2 separate regions of the Sus scrofa genome follow, and region 1 is linked to region 2. The links are chromatin contacts, called in public HiChIP or PLAC-seq maps. All regions are on one chromosome and are shown on one strand. The core of a region is the stretch at or near the end of the contact, and the rest is flanking DNA. Distances in the headings are between cores, read along the strand shown. Region 1 overlaps HIVEP2 (transcription factor HIVEP2). Region 2 holds the start of HIVEP2 (transcription factor HIVEP2).

Region 1 (5,941 bases), core at 518-3,017, 130 kb before region 2:
AATATACACCAAGGCTTTGGGAGCCCACATTTTCTTCTGAGAGTCAGATAATGTATAGATACATAACATTTTAGTAATGTAACAGCACTTATTTTCCCCAATTCCTTGGTGACTAACCTGACTGAAATCTCTAGCCAAAATACTGTGGCTCTGATTTAGAATATACTCCGGATGTAGCCAAATACATACTTTCAGTTTGAGGCTGTGTTCTCTCACTAAATTTTACTGCAGCTATATGCATTGCTCTTCTGAGATGATGAGTGGTCACATAAACACGATAAAATTACAATTACAAGCCCAAGTCCAAATTATTTGGTTTCTAATAAGCATGATACTATCACTATTAATTTAACAAACAGGAAATGCTTATGCGTCTTAAACACTATGCTGGGTACAGCACGCACCAAGGGAAATAAAACATCACTGATACGATACAAGAGCCTCCGAACGCACACCTTTAGTAACCAATGCATGACAACACAACTTTAAGAGTAAAGGAATTTGCAAAGCAGTAGAGGAACACTGCAGGGAAAGTGAAAAAAACAAAAAACAAAAAAACCTGCAAAGAGAAATTGCCAAAAGATGCGTAAGAAAGTGACATTGAAGCTACATCTCAAAGAAGGAAGGAAAGAAGAGAATGAAAGGGAGATATATAGAGCATGGATGATTTGCCAGACACACAAGCGACATCTTATCCCCTGCCAGCATTTTAAAGTGATGAAATTGAGGCAGGGCCCCAAAAGTCACTTGCTAAAATGTCACAGAGCCAGCTTCAATGCCAGCTTTGTATGTTCTGTCCACTGTACAAGCTCCCTTCCATTGACAAGGAAGTATTTTCCAGGTGGAAAAGGGAAAGAATTATTATTGCTAAAGTTTCTTTAAAAAAGGCCTCTTATAACATCTTTACTTAAACTGAATTAATATTTTCATTCTAATGTCCTATCTGTCCATCAAAAGCTTTAAAAACCTAGTCCAAGAAAAAATGCCTAAGGTCCAAGGTCACTTAAGAGATCTGTGAACCTTTAAAAACTGCATGTAAAATGCGTTTGTTTTTTTTTTTCTGGGAGAAAGGGTCAAAAATTTCTATCCGAGTCCTAAAGAGGTCTGTGAACCCTTCCCCACAAAAGGCTAAGAATTATTGATTTACAGAGTGTTTTGCCGGGCTTTTTGACATTTTCCTAAGAGCTCACCAAATAGGTAAAATCTAGTTTCATATGTGAAGAACTACATTTCATATGAAGTAGGAAGGAGTGTTAATATACTCATAATGTACCAACTTGATAATGACACAGTGAAGTGACCCTTTCCCATGTTTCTAATAAGTACTCAGGATGTTAACAGTGAAAGGATCATTTAGAAAGCTAATTTCCTTTTCATCATGCTTGTTAAGTGTTTACTTTAATTCACATCCTGTGTGACCCTATGGGAAAATTTTTAACTAATACTGGGGAAAATCCCATAGGGTTACACAGGATGTGAACTGGGCCTGTACTGAACTACCTTTGGCTTGAAAAATAAAATTAGATAGGTGAGTTTCACTTTCTGTTTGTCATAAGTTCCACTTTCTGGTTCCCAAAGTTTAGATTCAGAGCCTCTGTGTGTTTCTGAAACGGCAGCGCAAGAAAGTCTCGCAATTCTCACTCTCTTTTTTAAGGGATGATGTCTCCGGGTGGTAGAGAGAAATCCTTTTTGCAAAAGATGCACATGGGCCATGGTGCCCGTCCGGGCCAGCCTGCTGGAGCAGCCCCAGCGCGCTCCTCCCATACCTGTGCTCACACAGCTCAACTGCCCTTTCCATTTCCTGTGGAGAACACACATCATACCACTTCCCCTATAGAAAAAAGAAAGCAGCCCAGCTTAATTGCTGATGGAAACACTGTCATACTTTCCACTGGCCAAGCTTGAAACCATTACTGATCTAACCTTCATTAATTTTTCCACAACAATTTGCAGAAATGTCAGGAAGCAGCTGCATGAAAACTGATTAATTGTCCTTATCACCACTGCTTCACCAGGCTATATATACATATTTTTTTTTCCAGTTTAAAAATAAAATTTGGGATTTTTCTGTTTTGATTGGTACTGATGGTGGTATGTCTTCGTCTGAAAAACCCAGATCTATTTTTGACACTTCCAGTGGCCCAACATTTTCAAATCTGGAGGAGACCCCATAAAATCTGGCACAGCATCCATGAGGGAAAAGATTGCTTCCTGCCGATTACTCACTTATATCTGTTTAAACAGACGCTAATGAATTCAAGTCTTAGGGCAACACTGCATTTATTAGTCAATCATAGAAGCTAAAATTCACTTCCGAAATGTGAGTTAGAAAATCAAGTGCCCTTTTTCTATTTTTTCACTTTCTTTTCTCCCTCATTTTAGCTTGAGCTACACCATCTGTCTCAACCTATCAAATAATGTGTTGTGCATGGCTGGCAAAACCAGTGGAACAGTACACCTCATAACCCCAAGTATGTAACCAGTGAGCATCTATAAAGTGGTATGCAACAGAGTCTGGCCATCTGGGGATAACTGGTTACAGCAAGCTTAGCTTCTCAGCCAGCCCTTGGATTTGCAGACGTTTAACTAGTTGCCAAAACATCAACTAGTGTTCAAGAAGAGAAATACTAGCATTTTTTTTTCAAAACACAGGAATTCAGATATAATTTTCTGAATTTTAAATTTTCAAAGATGTATTTGCCAGTGTTGCTGATGAGATGACTTCAACAGCAAAGATCAAAGCACTGTCAATGTCCCTGAATTGGAGACAGAGTCAATCCAAATCAAGTATTTTGCAGCACTACTAAACTTTTGGGGGTATGAATGTGTTTTTCCTTCACCAGATTGCCTGAATACATAGAAGCAGGAGATTAAAGCTGCACAGATTTTGAACCAAATGACACAGTACCTTTCAGAGACAGCTCTGAGACTGGAAAGAGTTCCTCTAGTATTGCACTAAAATAATTCAAAGGCTCCCTTCATCCTAGATATGCAGGTTCCTAGTCCAATCCCAAACCAAAGAAAAACAGAGACTGGACAATAGTGTAAGACACTGAAATAGTAACTGGCCATGTGGCACAGTGGTCCAGCTCACGGACGCCAGAGCCAGGACACCTCTTTCGAACCCCATCTCTGACACTACATAGACATATAAATAACCTCAGTTATCTGTGCCTTAGATTTCTCGCCTGTGAAACAGGGGTAATGATAATATTGTTAGAACTGGTAAGAGAAGGTGCTTAGAAATGGCACTAAGAAGTGCAGTATAAACATTAGTACTCTATTTCTCTGTTGACATTTCGGCCTGACATTAGTCTAAAACGGAGGAAACCATGTAACAGGAGTTCCTTAATTAACTTAAAAAAGCCCGTGGGGGTGGGAGAAGAAAGCCAACCGGGTGGGATGAAAAGATTTCCTCTGCTAGGATGGGGATACCGACATTGCCTGAAATACCACCACTAAATGGGGTCAAGCAACCAGGATTCAATGTTTTACTCTTTCTGTTGCCACCTCAGGTGACTTAGGACCCACGCTTTGTGATGATGTGGGACCCAGGGACAAGCACTGTAGAGATGACCAGACCTCACCACCCCCACCAGTGGGCCTGGAGGTGAGAGGTGAGAGGAAGGGCACCGCAGGCCAGGGAAGGACAAAGAAGGAAGCTGACTTGGCCTCCATCATCATAAAAGGGTTTGCTGAGTTAGACAAAGGACCTCATTCCCCTGACACCAAGACCAGGACTGAGGTGCCAAGAAGCCACACAGAACAGGAAGGACACCACTTTTAACCCCTGTTCTGCTGGATGACCTTAAGCAACTCACTACCCTCTTCAAGGCCTTGACTTTCTGCAGTAAAATGGGAGATTTTAATTAGATCAGAACTTCTCAACCCTCCGGTCACCATGAACCCCTTTGAGAGTTTGATGAAGCCAGGGGATCCCTTCTTAGCATAATGTTTTAAGCTCAAACACATAGTGTTATAAAGGATACCAATTATAATGAAATAGTCACCTCAAAAAAATTTTTAAAACAAATTTGTTGACAGGAATGTATGCGACTCTATTAAAAAGTAGAAACAAGATATAGCAAAGGAGAATAGCCACCATAATGTTGAGTAATCATAATTACAAAGATACTTTGGGATAGTATTCACAACAGTTATATGACATGAAAATACCTGGGATTTCTACTGGTGACAAAGTCACAGACATTGCTAAAATTACTGTTATCTGTTGCCTACAATAATGGAGGGTGTGCTGAGATGTTCATGAAAATAAAGTTTTAATTTTTTTTAACCAAATACTCAGACCCTCTGAATTCTATTCATTTGTGGTTAAGATCCTCAATTTAGGTGAATAATAATTCCCTTTATAATTCCAATGATCTAGGATCAATGACTAAATTGCTTCCCTAGCTTCCTCCACAGAGAATATTCACAAAAGGAAATGGATCAATCCTATCCTTTCCCATGTGTGGGAGAAAAACAGATTTATGGGATAGAAGTGTCTCTCCTCATCCCCATGGAAGTGAAGGGAGTATTTATTGACTTGGAAATGAGCTACCCAAACACTCCCAGACCCTCTCAGCCTACAGGCATATAGAGATGAAGTGGCATCAACGCCAATTAACCACAGCTCCTGTTCCAGCCCCACCTGCTCATACAAGACCCCCAGTCCCCTTGAAAAGTCCCAACCGAGTATTTCTAGGATGCCAACAAGGGGGACTTACAAGAGCCCACAGGGAGTCTGACAGCCAGTCACAACACCATCTGCCGTTTCTTCCTTCCTGTGCCAGCTCCCCCTAGTGTCCTCAGGAAGGAACTGTTCTGCTGCCTCTGCAGATGGTGCCCCTCAGGAGTAAGCTACAGCAGCAGAGCCCGGACTTCCAGGCAGGAGGGGTTCCTGCCTTGGGTCCCATGCTTTGCAAAGCCCATATACCTCAAATACACAAAAGAAATGTATCGACAGATACATGGACACCCTTGTCACTGGCATCTAGTTGTAGCCCTAAATGTCCCAGCTCTTGATTACATAGCTGTTTAGACCCCAGGAAATGCTTTTCCACATCTTGTGCCCAGTCTCTTTGCTCTAATCTAAAAGTGACTGACTTCAAGTGCCCTGAAGGCTTGTGGGTTGTGACACTGCAGAGTGTAGAGTTTGGCATCATTTCAAAAGCAGAGGAGATGTAAGCAGCATTAATGCTTAAGACAAGAGTATCTGGTCAGTCATTTCTCTAGAGTGGCATGAAAACAACAGATTCTTATTTAGCAAAGTAGAGTAATGCCAAGCACCCCTCTTCTTGCTTCTCTTAGTGTTCCAAACAGTGATTATAGAATTATTAGTAAATTTGTGCAGTATTTGGAAAAAAATGCAAATGGTACCTCAGGAACATATTGCACATAAACAATTCTTACACTTAACTTTGTGAGGATGTAAAGTGCATAAGGCATGATACTAATTCTTTACATTAGCAACTAAAAGAACGCTGAATCCTAAACCTGTATATAGATTTACTTCAATTAAAACATTTAAGAAGACAATGACATTTCTAGAAAATATATTTACATGCTTCAGCTTTGCTTAAATAATTTAGATTTTATATGTTTTACACATCCATTATCATAGGGATTTGCCTTGTCATTTTAAAGTAATTTTGGATATTTAATAAGAAAAATAACTTTTTTTTTTTCTTTTTATGGCTGTACCTGAGGCATATGGAAGTTCCCAGGCTAGGGATCGAATATAGCTGCCAGCCTGTGCCACAGTCACAGCAACGCAGGATCCATATGTCTTTGACCTATACCACAGCTCATGGCAACGCCAGATCCTGGACCCACTGAGCACAGGCCAGGGACTGAACCCACATCCTCATGCATACTAGTTGGATTCATTTCTGCTGTGTCATAATGGGAACTCCAAGAAAAATCACTTTTTGAAAATAGT
Region 2 (5,580 bases), core at 2,615-5,114:
CTCATAGTAACAAGATCATTTGTAAACACATCTCTGTGTAAAAGGAGCCTGATCAATCAAAAGATTCTGCTGGCTAATCTTTCAATGTAGTCAAACAGCATGATTTCATTACATGAGAATACGCACATTGTCAATTCACTCTTACATTCCACATTTAATAGAAAAACAGAAATTTTTATCTACTTTAATATTTTAGATCATTAAAATACCTTGAGGTCTAATAAGTTAAAAATCAGTGAAATCTTAAATTTGCAATATCATTAATATATTACCATTTCCCAAACTGTCCCCTAATCAATTTCATGTCAGTTCAATCATAAATACCCTTATATAAATAAAAGCAGTCTCTAGTAAAGCTAATCACATAAAATACAGTCTCCATCACAGAAATACAGATGCCAACAAGCAAATTTTGTCTTATGCCTGACTTATGTTCAAAGCAAGAAACTCAGACAATTTTCAAAAGATTCACCATTGTAAGATAACATTTTTCGGTATATAAGAACTATGCTGCATATTTCAAACCTAGTGGTCAAAAGGGATTATGACACTTGAAGCACACTGTCATTAGGGGATGTTGGCAAATCCCTTTCACTTCACAATGAAAATGCACAGTTCTCATCTGGTACCATAATTTCTTAGTGTTCCACAGGAATTCAGAATTATTTCATTCTGAATAATGAAAATGATATCCATTTTACTCACGGGGTGGGCATTTCTGTCTTGATAAACTATCTGGCCTATATTCTAAAAATCAAAACCAATCTACTCATTACACAATCTACTTGGTTAAAATTTTGCTTTGGCACTCTTATAATATGAAAAGGCACAAGACAATCACAAATTCTAACATATATGTGATATAACTATATATATTTATGTAGATATAATATATATGCACATATTTGAAATAACCTGATTTGCTCAAGGACAAATATCACCAAATATTACTATAACACCAGAGGAAATGTTTCTAATAAAGTTAAACTGCCTTTTTCTAGGAGGACAGATCATTGCAAATTTAATTAAAATGGATCTTATTAATATTTCAAGTAATTTCTGGGCTTGATTATGCACTACAGAAGAAACAACTGTACTGAAGAGAAAAATCAATAGCCCTTGACTAGGGCTCTGAGTATGCTAGAAAAATACAGTTCTCTTGTGACTTACCCACGTCTAGCCTTTGGGGGTGGGGGAGAGCACCAATATTAATTGGGAAGTAAACTGAATTATGTTTAAAATGGCAAAGAAGTAAGGAGGAAAATCAGTTCAAATTTTCCATTACAATGAAAGTACCGGAAACCAGCCTTTTCATGTTCATTTTAGGCCTAAGTAACTGTGCAGAGAATAAGGCTTTTGCAATGTCAGTTACACACAGTTTCCTGTGCGAATTCTAAGCCATTACAGGTGTCTTAAACCCTCCAATGAAACCTATCTACTATCAAGGGATGCCTCCGGTCCCCTCAAAGCCATCCCCACTGGCCCCTATCCCCACGTATTACTGCCCATCTCCTCTGAGTGTCTTTATTAAGGATTGTCTCTCCTCTCTGCACTCCCGAGGTTAAAGTGCTCACTTTTCCTCGGCGTAGCATGTAAAAGCTTTCCCATTAGAGAGGACTAGTGTCTGCAGTCCTTTTTAGTTAGATGCTTTCAAGTCGGAGAGGAGAAGAACCACTTGAAGAAAACCCTCCTCCCCCCCTCTTCCCCACTGGAGCCACATCCCTGAAGGACAACACCAAAGGGACACTTCCTGACCTTCTATCCCCTAGCCCAATTTCGGCTGGGAGGGTTGGGGTCGCATTTTCTCGTGTCCTCTGCTGCACTGGATGTGTTATGTAAGAGGGACAGGACGCGGGAGGCACATGCGTATAAAGCGCACCGATCTGTGATAACAGCTGGAGTGGCAGAGCTGATCTGGAGTCACCCCCACCAAATACGACAGACACCACACACACATCACCCCCCCGCCCCCACCCCACCCACCCCACCCCCACACACAGAGCAGCGTTTTCCTGTCTCACCCCTGCCAGTACCAGACGCACAGAAGGGAAAGGCTGGGGGAGGGGTGAAGGGAGGTGAGAGAGAAGGAGGAGCAGCGGCAGCACATCTGCTTTGATAGCGGCCGGCAGAGCCGCCGCGGCAGAGAGCCCCTAGTTAACCCCCTTCCTGTGGCTGCACCACGTCATGGAACATTCCCGGAACGGGCCAACGTTCCACCCACTTCAGGGAACAGACATAAAGGCGCAGACCCAGCTCCCCACAGTGCACAGCCCAAACACACATGTCCCTTCCCGGTCCCCGGGCAGACGCACAGACCAACACGCATGCAAACCGCCCCACCCGTCTCCGAGCGCCCCCGGCCAGCCCGCCGCGCCGGGAGCCGCTCCGCGGCCGGTGCACCCGCAAAGCCAGGGCGCCTCCTCCTGAACCTTCCATCGAGACAGTCCCCTCCTTCCTTGCTTCCTTCCTTCTCTCCTTCCTTCCTTCCCGGCTCGGGAGGAGAAAGGAGTCGCCGAAATGCCAACAGCCGGCGCCTTCACTGCCCTCGCTCGGCCTTAGGCCGGCGGCCCGGCCCTCGTGCCTCCCGCCCGCCCCCGACCCGCGCCGCGCGGCCCCCTCCCCCGCTACCTGACGACGGGCGGCCAGCGGCCGCGGCAGCCGCAGCGGTGGCCGGGCGGTGCGCGCCGGTGCACGTCCCTCATTAGCAACCAGGCACATTCCTGCCTCCAGCGCTCCCGCGCCGCCCCCTCCCCCCAGGACATTACGCAAAGCAGCCACCCCTCATCTGCATAGATCCTCGGCCAGGGTATTCCCCGCATTTCCCAACGCGCCGGACCCCCCCACCTGAGGTCTCCCCCATCCCCGCCCCCTCCGACCCTCACCCTTGCGCCGTAGACCAGGGGCCGAGGGCGCGCGCCGGGAGGGCGATGGGGTCCGGCAGCGGCGATTTCGCTGTAAAGTGAAACGAGCTGCTAATGCTAAGGGAGGCAGGAAAAACACCGCGCCGAGGCCACTTACCGAGCCGAGGAACCTAGATTCCCGCCGCTCTGCTCACCCGAATGGTTGGTCCGCCCTCCGCGCACCCCAAGGCTGCACCCAGCACCCCAAAGTCGAGACGTGTAGGAATATGATTAACGAGCCGGGAGACCCTCCAAGTTGCTCCGGGCTCCCAGGAGCTTCAACGTCCAAGACACAACTTGGCGGAGACTTGTGCCACAGTCACCGAGGATGTTTCTGCGGAGACCCTCCTCCGGCGGGGAGAGACAGCGCTCGGTGGCGCCCCGCTTGCCTCCTCTCCACCCCCCTCACCTCCAGCCCGCCTCCCGCCGGCCGCCCGCCTCTGGGCCGCGAGCCCCTAGGGCGGCTGTCAGCTCCCGGCCGCCGCCGGGTGACAGGAGCCGGAGGAGGGCGCGACGCGGCGGCCCAAGCCCGAGCGGGCGAGGGGGATCCTCGCAGCAGCAGCAGCAGCAGCGGCGGCCGCTCACCTGGAAAGTCACCGCTGAGAAGGAGGAGGAGAAGGAGGAGGAAGAGGAGGGAGAGGAGGAGGGGGAGGAAACCCCCCTGGTGCCCTTGTTCTCGCTGCCGCGGCGGCCGCTCCTCGCCAAGGCTGAGCGTGTCTGGTGGGGGGTGTCTGGTAGCATTTCCTTAAGGACAGAGGGAGGGAGGGCGGGCACGGAGGGAGGGAAGCGATCCCGACCGCCTGCCCAGGCTCCTCTTTCCTTTATTTATTTTTCTGACACTGTACGGAGATGGTCCCGGGACAGGGGCCGCCGGGCTCGGGAGGGAGCCGCGAGGCCCGGGCCGCAGCAGTCTGCGTGCGGGAGCCGCAGCGGCCGCCTCCCCTCCCGGTCTGTGGACGCACGGGGTTATTCCTGGCAGCGCCTCCCCGAACAGAAGTTACTAGGAGGAGTGCGCGGCGAGGGCGGGCGGGGGGAGAGGCGGAGGGAGGGAGGAAGAGGGAGAGACTCAGCCAGCGACGTCATCGGATCCCCCAGCGCGTCCCAGGGAGGGAGGCCGAACCAGAAAAACCAGTCTGGAGCCGGCGAGCGGAGAGGGTTGTGCGGCGCGACGGGGGAGGGAAGCGACCGGGAAGTCAAGGCCCGGCCCCGCTGCAGCCGCGCTCCCGCTCGCTCGGATCCAGGGATCTCCCCAGAGAGCCAGTCTCTACTTGTCATGCAAAAAAACTTGGGCGTCTCTAGGAGCCTGAGAATTTCCTTTAGGGATGCGGAAACCTCCTCCCTCCCACTCCTATCTTCCCATTTCCCAGATCTTTCCTCATCTAGAAGACAAAGAGAATTATAGAATAATTCGTATTGTCTTTAATTAGAATTGTCTTTATGATTTTTGTCCGGGTTCCTCCGATCCCTTTTCTCTCTGTGGCCCCGCCTCTATGCAACATTAATGCTATCGGTCAAAAAATAAAATAAAATCATATTGTAGGTCCTGGCTGCGTTTGTGGAGCTTTGCAAAGTGTTTTACTAGCACTTTCCGGGCCCCTGCGGAAGCATGAACTTTTCACGCGCTCGAAATGCCCCAGTTGCCTTCGCTGGGGTCACTCACCAGGGTGCCCTGGGCGCACCCAGCTCGGGGATCGCGGCCCGCCCTCGCCGGGGTATTCAAATCGGTTTGAGCAGCTGCGAGAGGAGCAGCTGCCGGTTTCCTGGTGGCAGTGCTGAGACCTGTGGCGAGCGGCCGCCTCCAGTCTGCGAGCTTCCCTTCCTCCGAAGGGACGCGAGTGAAATCACACCCAGCGCGGGGACAGCGGGGCCGGGGGACGGGGGAATCCCAGGCGAGTGGGGGCCGGGGCCCTGGGCTTCCTCCCCGGCCCGGCAACACCCGGGGGACACCGGGGCTCCCTCGAGCCGTTACCCTGCCTGTGTGGACTTGTGTGCACCCTTAGGGGAGGTTCCCAGGCGGCCGCGGCGGCAGGAGCGCGGCGAAAGGATGGCCACCGGGCCGGGCGTACTCTCAGAGCGCCTCCTCCGGGTGGTCTGCGGGCCGGGCAAGGAACGTGCGCCACCCCTCCCGGGCGCCCCAGCGGCCGCGCAGAGCCGAGCAGAGCTGACTGCCCCGGCGCCGCGGGCCCGATAGGCCCTCCCCGCCCCCCGTCCGCGCCGCCGCCCTGCCCCGGGCGGAGTAAACAAGAGACGCGCAAGATTTGACCTGGCGCGACCCGGATTTCTGGCCGGGGTTCCCCCTGAGCAGGTGACTCCGTGGGAGGGGTGGAAATGAGTCTCTGGAATTCCGGGCCAAAGACATTAACTGTGGTTCTGCTTTTAAGGCAGGTATTTCACCGACAACTGCGGAATGTTTTGCGTCTCAAGTTTCAGATTTCGCGGAAAGGGACCAAATGTCAAGGCATATCAAATATTCCCTTCCCTTTTCATTAAAAGAGAGTGCATTTAAAAGGAGGACAGCCCTTTAATGACTGCGAGAATGGTACTGCCGGTTTCGTTTTTGCTTTGTTTTGTTTTTCATTTCGACCTATAATCAGTGTATTTCTGAGGTCCTCGTGCAATGGCGACAGTACGTTTAACGACTCTACAAAATATAGCGGTGATACTTTCTATTTTAACCTTT

The links. HiChIP or PLAC-seq counts read pairs in DNA pulled down with a chosen protein or histone mark.
Region 1: a contact with region 2 is called in an H3K27ac HiChIP or PLAC-seq map of skeletal muscle. The contact joins the enhancer-like site here to the promoter of HIVEP2 in region 2. A contact is called at or near these places in 10 of 47 Hi-C or Micro-C datasets (alveolar macrophages, blood, embryonic fibroblasts and 6 more) and 2 of 2 datasets of contacts at active chromatin or transcription factors (alveolar macrophages and skeletal muscle).

Annotation. Positions count from the first base shown.
Region 1 is chr1:22,365,392-22,371,332 of Sscrofa11.1, reverse strand. All of the region lies in intron 2 of HIVEP2 (transcription factor HIVEP2), which reads right to left. Among named protein-coding and RNA genes, the nearest start is that of HIVEP2, 130 kb to the right of the region's middle. Within about 2 kb of position 1,767, at least 37 of the 83 cell types and tissues checked have an H3K27ac peak or open chromatin away from gene starts, as enhancers often do. A contact at or near this core is called in alveolar macrophages, embryonic fibroblasts, liver and 3 more, where this site is marked.
Region 2 is chr1:22,238,965-22,244,544 of Sscrofa11.1, reverse strand. It overlaps HIVEP2 (transcription factor HIVEP2), which reads right to left and starts at 3,864. Exons shown (of 10, transcript XM_021072421.1): 1 at 3,486-3,864.